2 separate regions of the Siniperca chuatsi genome follow, and region 1 is linked to region 2. The links are chromatin contacts, called in public Hi-C maps. All regions are on one chromosome and are shown on one strand. The core of a region is the stretch at or near the end of the contact, and the rest is flanking DNA. Distances in the headings are between cores, read along the strand shown.

What was found. A called contact is a pair of places that touch in the nucleus more often than the background predicts.
Region 1: a Hi-C map of liver shows a contact between it and region 2, with 1.6 times the contacts expected there. The contact joins the enhancer-like site here to the promoter of LOC122888750 in region 2. A contact is called at or near these places in 3 of 3 Hi-C or Micro-C datasets (liver, skeletal muscle and an unstated tissue).

The regions. Positions count from the first base shown.
Region 1 is chrLG14:18,173,953-18,180,165 of ASM2008510v1, reverse strand. LOC122888750 (glucocorticoid receptor) reads right to left here. Exons shown (of 9, transcript XM_044223559.1): 3 at 754-911. Among protein-coding and RNA genes, the nearest start is that of LOC122888750, 39 kb to the right of the region's middle. Within about 2 kb of position 3,510, the one cell type or tissue checked has an H3K27ac peak away from gene starts, as active enhancers do. A contact at or near this core is called in liver, where this site is marked.
Region 2 is chrLG14:18,135,385-18,141,953 of ASM2008510v1, reverse strand. It overlaps LOC122888750 (glucocorticoid receptor), which reads right to left and starts at 3,707. Exons shown (of 9, transcript XM_044223559.1): 1 at 3,501-3,707; 2 at 1,228-2,498. The coding sequence starts at 3,515.

The sequences.
Region 1 (6,213 bases), core at 2,261-4,760, 38 kb before region 2:
TGAAGCAAAGCAGAAGAATGACATTGATACTAGTCCTCTATAAGGTAATACTATGTTAATCAGAAGGGTATCATGGTAGTAATATTTTTGGAGTAAGCTTCTTTCTCTGCAATTTGTTGTCAGTCAAAATTACTCGCAATGCATCTCTGCTTTAAAACAGGACAAACAGGAAACGCAAGAGGAGGCAGTGACATGCAAGGTCAGGACTAAGACTCAAACGCACAAAAATGCAAGTACAGTACATAACACGTGTCATGTGCTCAACAAGAACCTTATTATTCCACTCTGACCTTGCATTTTGAGAAATAATTTAATCTTCTGCTGCCTAAGAAAAGAGAAACAGCAGAGATGTTTCACTGCAAACAGCTTCAAGAGCTGATCTTATGTTACTCAAATGAATGAGAATCTTTGGGACAAAATGTACAAAGTTAATGGATGCTAACCATTGCTATTAGGTGCACACGTACAAGGTTTTGGCTGCATAATACAGAATACATGGACATGAATATGCAAATCTGATTATAACCTGGTGTGAATGTGGCCACAATTCATCAGTTCAAAATGAAAAAGGTTTAAATGAAAACACATTTTTTCAATTTACATACTTGTTCTCAAACTTTTTCCTCACAATGATTTGTGTAAATCCCATTATTCAAATCTAAAATCTGAGTTTTCGGTGTTTACAAGTAGTGTGTCATGTCTGAGTGAATGAGTGAGTGACGGAATGCAGGCAGGTAGGCGTGTGAGACCAACCTTCGACGGCCCGCTTGAAGAACACCTTGCAGCTGCCGCAGGTTACAACCCCGTAGTGGCATCCGGAGGCCTCGTCTGAACACACCAAGCAGATCTTATGGGTCTGCCCACTGGGCTTGGTTTGGCCCAGCACCGTAGAACTGCTGGTCTCTCCTGTTCTGGGTGACGGAGAGAGATATACAAAGACGGCATGTAAATATAAAGATGTTTGTGATAAATTCAAGGCGGGCTGGTTTACAGGTATCAACAGCCTCAATGGTCGGTTGTACTGTTGCTAGGAGACATGAAAACCCTTTTAACAAATCCGGTCGACTAAGGGAAATATCTGAACTGAAAAAAGATAAACATTTTGATTGTGCTGTTGTTTCTGTGATCGATGGAGTCTTCTCCTATGGTAATGGCAAAAAAGTTGATGTGGACAAGGGCTTGAATGTTCAGAACAATGATGGTATTCCTTAAAGAATGAAACTATATTGTACAATAGGTTCTTGCAAAAAAATCAATGGGAAGAGAGGCAAATAACTGGAACAAAACAGCACACATACTGTATATTAAACAGTCTTTTCTGTAATGGAGCACAATGATGCAAAGCATTCATTTCAGTATAACTGACTGGGAGGTTGTTTTCAGATGAAGTTCTCTAACTTAAATGTGATATAGTTGAAGGTTTGTTAATTTTGATCGTTTCTTCATTAATGCTTAATGTGTAAGCAAATAAGGCTAACCCAATGAAGCTGGCGACAGCTCTTCTCTGCAGTAACTAAGCTCTAAATCTCACTCCAAGCCTCCAATTTTGTTACAATGCACATTAAACTTGCACACACACAGAGTTGTCATTATCCTCCACTGTCTATGATAAGACTTGAAGTAACTGAGAACTTAGGGGCGTGTTGTGGCCAAACAGGCTCCAGACTACTGTTGGATTGACAATGCTGTGTAATCCATGACAGGAATTTGACAGCATTAGGAAGGCTTAAATCTTTTCTCCCTTGTTTGTTTTGGTACCACACTAGTTGGAATGTATACGGGAATTATGTAACAGAGTTGGCTTGCTGAGCTTGATAATGTCTTTACATTCAGGCCTATAGATATCTTAGCCTTGGTGCTTATATTGTATCATCAACTAATGATCCAAGTCTTGTTTCTACCCATTTTCTCTCCATGGCTTTCAAGCTACAGAGCCATGTTTGCAAGACAGGAGCGGCTGAGTGGAGAGAGTATATAAATTAAATTTGTTAGTGTCTGTCTCACAGACCTGGAGCCGCCCCCACCTGTCTCCCCAAACAAGCACGACCTAAATTCAAAGCAGCCAGGGCCTCATGGTCATTGGAAAGACGACACTTGCTTATGCAAATTGGACTGTGACCAAGTGGGAGTGGAGGTGGTGGATCTTGGTAGACGTCCAGTTAAGAAGTTTATCCATAGCTTAACACTGCACTAGACAAGATCATTCCCAACACATGCAGACATTTTCAAATAGTAGCAGGATTCAGAAAGTGATGCCAGCTGAACTTTTGGCAGAAAAGTATACAATCACACTGTTTTGCAGATGGCATAAACAGAGGGGGATGGGAGAGCGGGGAGCTTGTTCCCAGAGTCTGGAAGAGGGGGCGTGACCCTCACAGTGATGACACTATCTATACAAAATACATTTTTTTGGAGATGCTAAAACACATAAAGTCCAAATGAAACTAGAAATAGCTTCCATTTTGCAGTCAAAAATAAAATCATATGTTTTATGATTTATTGTTTAGCAATTTTTAGAAAACAAAATGCACAGCATGCTGTAATGACAATTAAAAGGAGGTTTAGCTTTGTGAACGCAAATAAAAATGTGGTGGAAAATACACCAAGACAAAAAGGTTTATTCAAAATACATAACTCAACCACAGACCTAGAAGGCTGCATGACTAACACCTAAATGACTATGTATGGCTCATTCTGAAACTTACCAAACCCACAACTTGCAACAGTTTTTTACTTTCTGATACAGATAGTCATCAACCTAAACAACACTCTGACCCACATTTGACACCAAAATCCTATAAACAAACCAAAATACTCTATGTACCCAACAGTCATTTCCACCGTGTTGTGCAATTGATCCTGTACATACTGTAAACTGTATGATACATCAGTAATGTAATGCAAGACAGATTGTGTTATTGATAAGGTTTTCCATAATATTTACAGGATTTTCCATGGTAAATACATTGTAAGACACTGAAATGAACTCAATATCTTGACCTGTACACACTATGATTAGACTTTATCTGCAACACTGGCACTCTGACAATTTTGGCAGATGCTTTCTAATATGTAACGGTCTTAACTTTGGATCATCAGTCCAGCAGTAGTAGGGTATTTATAGAAACGGTCCTCTTTGAACCTCCATTATGAGGAGTATGGTGTCCTGCTATGTGCTCATCTTTCTGGCTCTATCAGTATTTTATGTTAAATGTTTTATCTTAAAGAAGAAGAAAAGATAATTGATTGCCATTTTTATTATTTTATGCATTAGACAGCTAAAGAAATATTACATGTTACACAATTCTATTCTATTCTATTGTAACATGACTTAAAATGCTGGTAATATAATTAAAATGACCACAGGGTGGTGTATGAATTAAACATTTATAACCCCCCTACTCCTACAACTCACATGCTCCTCCCATCGCTGAGCCAGCAAGTGTGGCTCTGAGCCAAGCAGCGCAGATTCAAGCCTCATTAGGAACGCCTCCATACAGGACCAGAGCACAATAAACATGTGCACTTACTCAGTCCCTCACTCACACACACAGCAAAAATGACTTGTGTGTGCTGATAAACAAGAGCACGTCACAAGCAGATGCACACTGCACACAGTGATTAACACACAAATAAAGACAGTCCGGTGCACATATGCAGAAAACTTCAGAAGTGTAATAATCCAACACACCTGCACACACAATCACCAATACTTTCAGAAGGGACTTGAGCAGAAGATATGAATAAACACATAAAAGCAGGTTGCAGTTCACTGTCTTTTGCTGCTCTTTCTCCGCCCCCACTGCTCTTAGCGCCTGTGCACACATTTATGTGTGTGTGTTTTGCACAGAATTGGTTGTACCAGTCACGCACCGCGTCTTAAAAAGGCAAATGTAAGAAAAATCTGAGCAGGTCAGAGAGTGTTTACGCTCTGAGGCATGCTGCCAATCACTTCCCTCACTATTTTACTTCTACCTACAAACATTTCTTTCTGTGTGAACACATGCTAACAATATGTGTCAATACTGAGAGGCTGTGCAGAAATGTTGGAGGTCCTTGGCAACAAGACTCAAGTGCAAAAACAATAAAAATAAATGAATTCCTGCTGCAACTGACAGTATGTGTCTGCAGGGTTTTGTTAGGAATGCACAATCCTCTCTATTTCTACACAAATAGTACATTTATAAAGAGTGACAATGAACAACTGGAAATCAATTTTGACTTATCTCCCCAGTTACTTAGTTTGGAATAAAGCAGTGCCTCCATTGTACATTTTATTCCATTGTTGGTAAGAATAATCTAATAACCAGATGTTGATTTTTAATTAATCACATAAACATGCCAACTGTTAATTTAATTTACATCAGAATACAATCAAACTAGAGCATAAATGTGTTATACATTTTCTTAATGACATAACATTACATGATGAGGCGGTGGAAAAGACAGATCAGCACTAATGACAGTCCACAACAAACAAAGTGCCTGTAGCAACTATGGAGGGAGAACTGAACTGGGCTGACCTGCGGTGTCACTGGGGAATCGTATACCAGTGACTACAGTGGGAACCGATGAGAGGGTAGTTTTTTCCATTAAGATCAAAGCTTTTTTAGGCTAATGTGTGGGAGCAGAAAGTATGAGATGGGCAGTGGGAGAGTGAAGTGGTTTCTGTCAGCAGAGAAATGTAGAATATGAGAACATTCACAGTGCTCACAGAGGCTTGACACAAACATGGAAACTGGTAGACTTGGCCAAACACATTATGGGAGACATTTGGGAAAACTAATGTATGCATTAGTGTGGTTTCTAACTTGCTTTTATTCATTTATTACATCTCACTGTTGAGTAAAAAGTCTTGTAGTGGTTCACTTTGATACAATAAACTTCTAAATTTCTTTGGGAACTAGGCTATGTCTAAAACCATTGGATGATGTTCATATACAGTGCCTTTCTTAATTTAGTTTTGCAACACTTTTGATGGCAAACACAGCTGTTTTTTGGGTGGCAATCTATTGTTTCTGGTATAATTTGCAGTCCTTTTAAATTCCAGAAAACACTGAGAAAGCCTGAGTGGGTAGAAATGACAAACTAGATTTTTATTGTATATCCCAAGCACATTCATATCAGCTGAATAGTTGTAGTTATAGCATTCATATTAGTTTCTGCAAAATATTTATTTCCATCTTTTTACGGCGACCTTGGCACACAATGAACATCTACCATGCTCTGCCTACTCTCTGATAGTGAATGGGTTCTTTGAAAGGCCAACCATTATTGGGGACCTGTAGAGAAGAGGGTGAAATCTACATTCAAAAGGCAAAACATGATGTTACTTGTGTTCACCTGGTATGCCAGCCCATGTTAGCGGTACACACACTCAATTTGTAGACTGGGATGATATTTATTGGACTGTGTGCTTATTTGATTCAGTCAGGATACAAAATGGCAACAAGTTACAAGATACCACTGTTCATTTCAGTGGTAATATTCGGTTTTTGCTTACAGACACCATACTGTATCATCATTGAATGTTTTGCAATATGTTATGTACACATTATGTATTGCAGAATTGCTGGTATTGTGACACGTTATCATTTTGAGCCGCATAGATTACTTTCTCAATTAATTGATTAGTTGACTTATCTATAAAATGTCAGAATACCTATCACGGGTCCCAGAGTCCAGGGCGATGTCTTCAAATATCTTGTTTTGTCTGACCAACAGTCAAAGACCCAGAAATATTCAGTTTACAATGATATAAAACAGAAAACCCCCCCAGCGAATCCTGACTGGAGGAGCTGGAACGAGCTAAATATTTGGTATTTTAGCTTGAAAACGACTCAAACGATTAATCAATTATCAAAATAGTTGTTGATTAATTTTTGGGCGATCAACTAATCGATTAATTGACTAAATATTGTGGCAGTTATGATATAGGTTCAGGTGTATCTTTATCTATACAAATGAACTTGTGTGGTCCCAGGACAATAAGCAGACATTAGCCACTGTGGTAAAGCACAGAATCCTCTTATTATTATTATTATTATTATTGTTATTAATCCTTATATTCTGTGCTAACTGGCATGTGCAACTTGAATTCAAAAATCCAACAGGTTCCTGTTACAAATGTAACACAATGGACATGTAGATTATAAAAAAACACATTCAGTTTATATGCTGTGATGTTACTGATATCATTAAACACTGTATAAA
Region 2 (6,569 bases), core at 2,458-4,957:
AAGCAGTTCTAGGTTATGGAATCACCAAAGCTGCAATATTGAAATAACACAAGATTAGAAATGTTTATATACTGCCTAACTATGTCTTCAGGGTGATCTCAGCGCAACTAAATGTCTTAATTTCCTTATTCAACAGTGTTTATTTTCCCTCCTGGCTCCTTGTAAACTGGCAACTCTTCAATTAATTCATCAACTTTTCTAACATCTGCCTCCTCTGACAATAATCCTGTAAATAAACGAGAATTTATTCCTATTTTTTATGGCGTTCCTAAAATGTGATGCGTTGTGGATGAATTGGAGAAATGTGTTCCCTTCTGTGTCTGCTTATTGGAGGTGATAAGCGCCAGATGTCCTCCACCCTAGGGGTGCTAGCACTTCCCTCATAAAAAAAATGCCACAGACAAACATACAACACCTGAGCACTCTTTTTTTTTTTTTTTTTTTTAGCTTATTGAAGTAATGATCCCTTGTGCTAGAATGTAACTGGAAGAATCGGGCATCGACTGCCATCATTTCCCAAATGCACAGTCAAGGTGTCCTGCAGGAAACTGAAGTGCCCTGATACATCACTCTGAACTTGAACTGATTTAAGGAGCATCAACAGAGACCAGCACAGATATCTTTTGTGGTTGAGAGAACCAAAGTGCAAAAGGAAAAAGCAATTTTAAAAAAAAAATTTTAGGATAAAATTATCTGTACTTTCCCTAGACTGTCAGGTTTTGCTTATGATTCACATATTTTAAAATCAATTTGTAATTCACTGTCACATATTACACTTAGTATCATTCATCACCTCTTCAAAAAGGATAATTAGTTAATTTCATAAAATAGCAAGGCTATACTGTGCCTGTCCAGAGAATTTATTTCCTGCTAAAACATACACGATTGCAATTTCAATGATTGCAGTGATAAACAAACAAGTTGCATCAAAAAGCGGCATTAAAAGTCACATCCTGCATGTTCTGCCTTTAGGGTCATACTGCTAATAGCTTCTGACAGATTTTTTAGATGTTTAGAAAAGGCAGCAAAGACCAAAACACACACACAAATTGTACTCTGAGAAACATATCACAGCCATGACTGCAGTACAGTTTGAATCATCAAGCCAACTCTTCTTTTGCTTGCACTGATATTTTTACTTATTCTAACATTTTAAAAGCACAGCAAATACTCTCTAAGCACACAAACACCAAGTCACAGGGGATGAAGTAATTTAACAAGTCCTACCTGGAAAAGTTGACAGAAAAAGTTGCCAAGGCTGCGGCGGAGGGGAGCCCATCGTCACCCCTCTGTATCCCAGGCGACTCTCCATACCTGTTCCCCCCGGCCCAGCTCTCCCCCACCAAAGGCAGGTTTGAGTACATGCCAAAAGGCTTCTGGTCTTGTAGGCCCACTATGGAGGACGGGTCGGCTGTGTAGTGGTAGCCAGGTCCTGCACCAACGGCCATAGGCGAGGACATGGGACCTCCTCCATGGAGTGTGCCCATGCTGCTCTGGAGACACTGCGACTGGCAGAAATCAAGGCTGTCCTGCTTCTCCTGTTTGACCACACCAGGAGTACGGATGTGGATGAAAGAGTTGTCGGGATCCTTTTCTTCCTTGATCATAACGCTGGAGAGAAGTGATGCAGGCTCCTGTTGACGGTGAAGCTGATGTTGCTGGTGCTGTAGAAGGTGGTGGGGCTGCTGCTGCTGGTGATGCTGATGGTGTATGGGGTGCTGCTGCTGGTCTGTGCCCTTCATATTGGTACAGCTTACTCCGTTACCCATGAGAGACTTTGTTTCCTTTAGCAAGCCACTGACAGGACCACCACCACCACCCCTGCTGTCATGCAAAATGTTATCCAAGTGTGCCACTTCTGAATCCAACTCAAAATCGCTGATATCTGGCAACGAGCTAGGAAGGTCCAGGTCTTGCCAAATCTCGGTATCCTCGATTAGGCGACCGCTGTTGCCATCCAAATCACACGGACCAACGCCTGTGTGTTCGCTGTCAGTTCCCAAGTCTTTATCCAGAGAAAAAGTCCCCTCCTGCTTGATTTGCTGGGCAAAAAGATCGGGCAGAGGGAGGTTGCCCAGGACGGAGGAGACAGAGGTGCTGATGACAGAGGTGGGCGTCCGGGCGAGACCAGAAAAACTCTGTTTCAACAAGTTGTCCTCCATGTTGAATACGCCAATATCCTGGTGGTGTTGTTTTCGTTGTTTCTGCATTCTGATGATTTTACCCTCCTCCGAGTCTGACCCCTCACACAGGACAGGATGCTGAGGGGACTCAAAGAGGCCTCCAAGCTCCCCCTGGTCTTTGGTTCTACCCCTTCCATTTGGAGCCACTGTGGGCTGGGGCAGAGACCTGGGGCCAGACAGCTGCGTTGCAGACTGGAACAGCGAACCAGCTGTGTCACCTGTATCTCTGCCTGCTCCGGCTCCTGTCTCCCCAAATGTCAGGCTGTCGTCGCGATTACCATTGCGCTTCAGTCCACCCTGATCCATTTCTTTATCCTGACAGGACAGTGAGGGGGAGTCAACACACAAAGAGTGAGAGAGAGAGAAGAGACAAGGTTAGGCTATAAAAACAGAGCTGATGCTGGATAAGATGATACATACGCAGTAGCTAGTCCAGAAGAAAAAATTAGAAAGCTTATTGAAAAATTGATCTTTTACAGTAATAAGTGTCTTGAAACATCTGCATTAAAAATGTGTTTTGGCGCAGTTTAAAACACACTGTCGGTGCAAGGCTCACGTCTACTACTACGCCTCTGCCTACTCTATTCTCTTATTTGATATTATTTTTTTCATTTTTCAAGAAATGACAGCAGCCCTATCAAACAGGTCATCATCTCCACTTACACCCACACTGGAACAATATGGCAGAGGCCCAAATGGCACAAACCAGGCTGAGCACAATCAGTAGGGGGGAAGGAGACCACAAGAATTACATAACATAAATGACTATAAAGTTCATGTTATTTCTGTGCCCTCCTCTCAACTCTAGAGTGAAGAAGTGCAAGACATGCCCAGGCATAACTTGTGTTACAGGCAGCGCCACTGACCGTCACAGCCATGCATGTGTGCAAACAACATCCATCAGTCAAAGAGATTAACTCATGATGGGCCTCTGGGCGTTTGCAACAGTCACCAATAACTGTCTATCTCCATTTGCAAGAGAGTAGAGAGAGCAAACGAACAAATCAGTCAAAACTCCATTACAAAAAATGTAATAAAATATAATGAAATCAAATGAATGTAAGTAAAATAACTCGAAATCATGTGGCAGCACAGAAGAGCTTTATGTATGTAAGGGTTGTGCAGCTCACTAATTTATCTGTCGATCATTAACAATGATAGCTGCCATATCTGGAGGGGCAGAAATAAACTAAGTTACTGTAACCAAGCAAGCTGTTACAAACACACGCGCACGCATAGGCCTGCGTCGCTGAGCGCATTCTGAACTCCGTCTGCTATTTATATGTAGTAAACGTCACATAAAAAAAACCCGGTTACCTTGAAATAACGCATTGAATGCCCGCAGTTAATGACGACTGGATAATTTCTTGTGATTTTCTGATCAAAGCAAGTCGCCGACCGGGTGTTTTCTTCCCGGCGGTCACACCTTGAGAAGACATTACTCCATAGTACATATATAAGACAGCCTATAGGCCTATATGGTGCGTTATGGGCAGCGGTTTACAGCACTTCCTTTGCACATCTACTGCTGCACTAAAGCGTTTCTCAAAAAAAAATTACAAAATAAAGAGGATTTTTATTTTTGAGAATTAGAAAGATTTTTGTTTTGGTCATGGGTTTCACCACTTTTCCCCGCCCACAGAAAGCTACAGAATAGACGGCTCTATGGATAGTGTAATCAATATTGCAATGTGACTACATGGGGACACAATCTGCTCTAACTGAGGTTGTTGAATTAATGCCTTTTAGAGAAGGTAATGACGCTCCTTGGTATGTTAAAGTTGAAAAAGTTTGGGGTTTCCTGACTTGCTGTACTTTTCCTACCGAACAGCGCAACACATCATTACAGCATTAGTGCAACCTGTTGGCTGCGATGGGAAACTGCACTGATCACACGCCTGTAGCCGGAACACGCAGATAAGCAGCCGTTCCTTGTAGGTTTTTGCAACATTCTCTCTTTTGTTACACAAAATATGACGGTATCTCCCGGCGCTGGTGGCGATATTTTCAGTGTGTCACACGGTGCAGGGCTGTCAGTGCGCCTTCAACGCAGCACCGCGGACGCTCATCGTGGGCCTACCTCGAGGGGGGGAACAGCCAGTTTTCACCTCTCGATATTTCTCCCGATACATAATGAGAAGACAAGTGGTCTGCATCTAAAAGTAGACCGTACCTGCAGTGAAAGAAGGATGCGCTGCGGCGGTTAGGGCATCTCCCGTCAGTCCAAGTTGGGGGGGGGGGGGATGTGAGAAATAACGCAATGTCCACACAGTCAAGCCCTCAAATAAAACCCCTTCCTTGCAGCAATGTTGCGTGGTGAAATGTCAGCTGGATTTGTTGCCGCCTCTCTCCCCGTATGGCAGGAAAACATCGTCCGAAATATCAACTATTTTCTAACTACATACAACAACGTCTCTGACCTAACTGGAGCGGCTGAGACCCACCGTGTGCCCCTTTTCGTCGATCTGTCGATAACTTTTAACGCACGTCGCCGGCAGGAGGAAAAAGTGATCGATCGGTCATTTGCTCGCGATTTCAGCATAAATCCCAAATGAATCGACAGATCTGCGGGGCAATATTCGGTCTTGCGCCATTACACCAGTGGGTACGTTAAAGTTATATAATACAGCCGCGTTACCCTGGCGCACTCTAATGCAAACTCAGGCAGGGCATGGCGGACAGTTAGTGAAACCGTGTCAAGGTAAACGGGACAAGAAGAGCGCTTCCGCCTTGACCTGTCAAAATAAAAGCTTTGTCGTTGCCACTGTCATACTGATTTTTACATGATTAGCCTACATATGGAAAAATAAACTTTCGGAGCTCTTTTAAAGTAGATCAATGTACAGTAATGGCCGGTTTTGCCCAAACAAACGGTATAGTTTAACTTATTTATTTAGTTCTGTTTATCACAGCGAGCTTTTTTTGCTTTTATTTTAAGTCAGAATAGCTCAGCTTCCTGTCACTTTCTGCATATCTGTGGAAGCTTGATGCAGCCGTTAGTTTGACACTTGCCGGTGAACGCCCCTTTTCCCACTGAAAACTCTGCTGGGGAATCTGTCAAAACGTGTCTTCGTCGGCCACCGCTTACCTCCAGGCATGGTGGGGTTGACGAGCCAGTTATAGGTAGTAACTTCTGTTCTGCTACAACCTCTTCAACTACCAAACCATGGATGGTTAGTAGGCTACAAATCCCTTTATAGCTTTGACTTCCCTAAGTTCAAGTCCCATTTGGGGGTCCTTTTAAGGGTCAAATAAGGTTCTGGGCAAAGAGGAGGAGCGTGTAATCATGGGTAGGCTATTAGAATCCCAGGTTTCATACGCCATTGTGGTCTCCTTAACTATGACATCTCTTAAAAATAAAAATCTCCTCCTCAGAGATGGAGTCCTACAATTGATCACAATTCATCAGAGGTCTTGATCTACCCAATCCAAACCAAAGCAGACTGCTGACAATGCGTAAACACACAAGGTACAGTATTTCTTGTAAGCGAGAAATATGAAACTGGTCTGTTTCGACACCTTGTGTTGTGATTTCAGTCTCATTCATCCAGAGTTCTCGCTAGGCCAAAAGACAACAGTCGATTCACCTCCAGCATCTGAGAATCACACCGAGATTGAGAGACAAGAAGCGTAAAGGGAGCTGTTGTAGAAAAGAGGAAGCCAGGCGCAAAACACAGCCAGCACAGAGTTAAACTACGTCCCTTTATGCAAACTTTAGAGTCATGAACAACCTCCACACAAAACTGCCTTCAGCACTTTCAGATCAAGGACATTAACCATGCCTCAGGCCAGCTCTTTGTCTACTCTCAACAAAGCAGAGTTGTAATTGGTGAGCTCTATCAGGGCGCTTTTCACTAGAGCAGAGAGTGAGGGGTCAAAGGGCAGGTTGACAGCCAGTAGCACTCTGAAAACTTGACGACTAAACCTGATTTCCAGTTTTACATAGTAAGCCCCCTACATAGAGAAGCTATAGATAGATATGATTTCTGCCAGTCTGTCAATCTGAAAGCCAAAGATAATAAATTTACAATGACATAAAACACAGAAAAGCAGCACATCCTAATATAGAAAAATGGCACCTTCAAATGTTTTGCATTTTTCAAAATTATCAAAATTGTTGTGAATTAATTTTCTGTTGATCAACTAACTTTAATCATCAATTGTTTCAGGACTATAAAGTATGAAGACAAATCACAGTACTTGAAATATAAGATTTTATTTATAAATAGATTGTTGTAGTTCAGTTATGATCTTTTATGATAGTTCAAAAAGTCCCAATCTTTTCAATGCATTTAAAGGGCCTACTTGAGTACTACACGAGCTGACGAGTGACCTTTCAATGACTATAACACTATTATACAATACTGTTGGTCATCTTCACCAGAC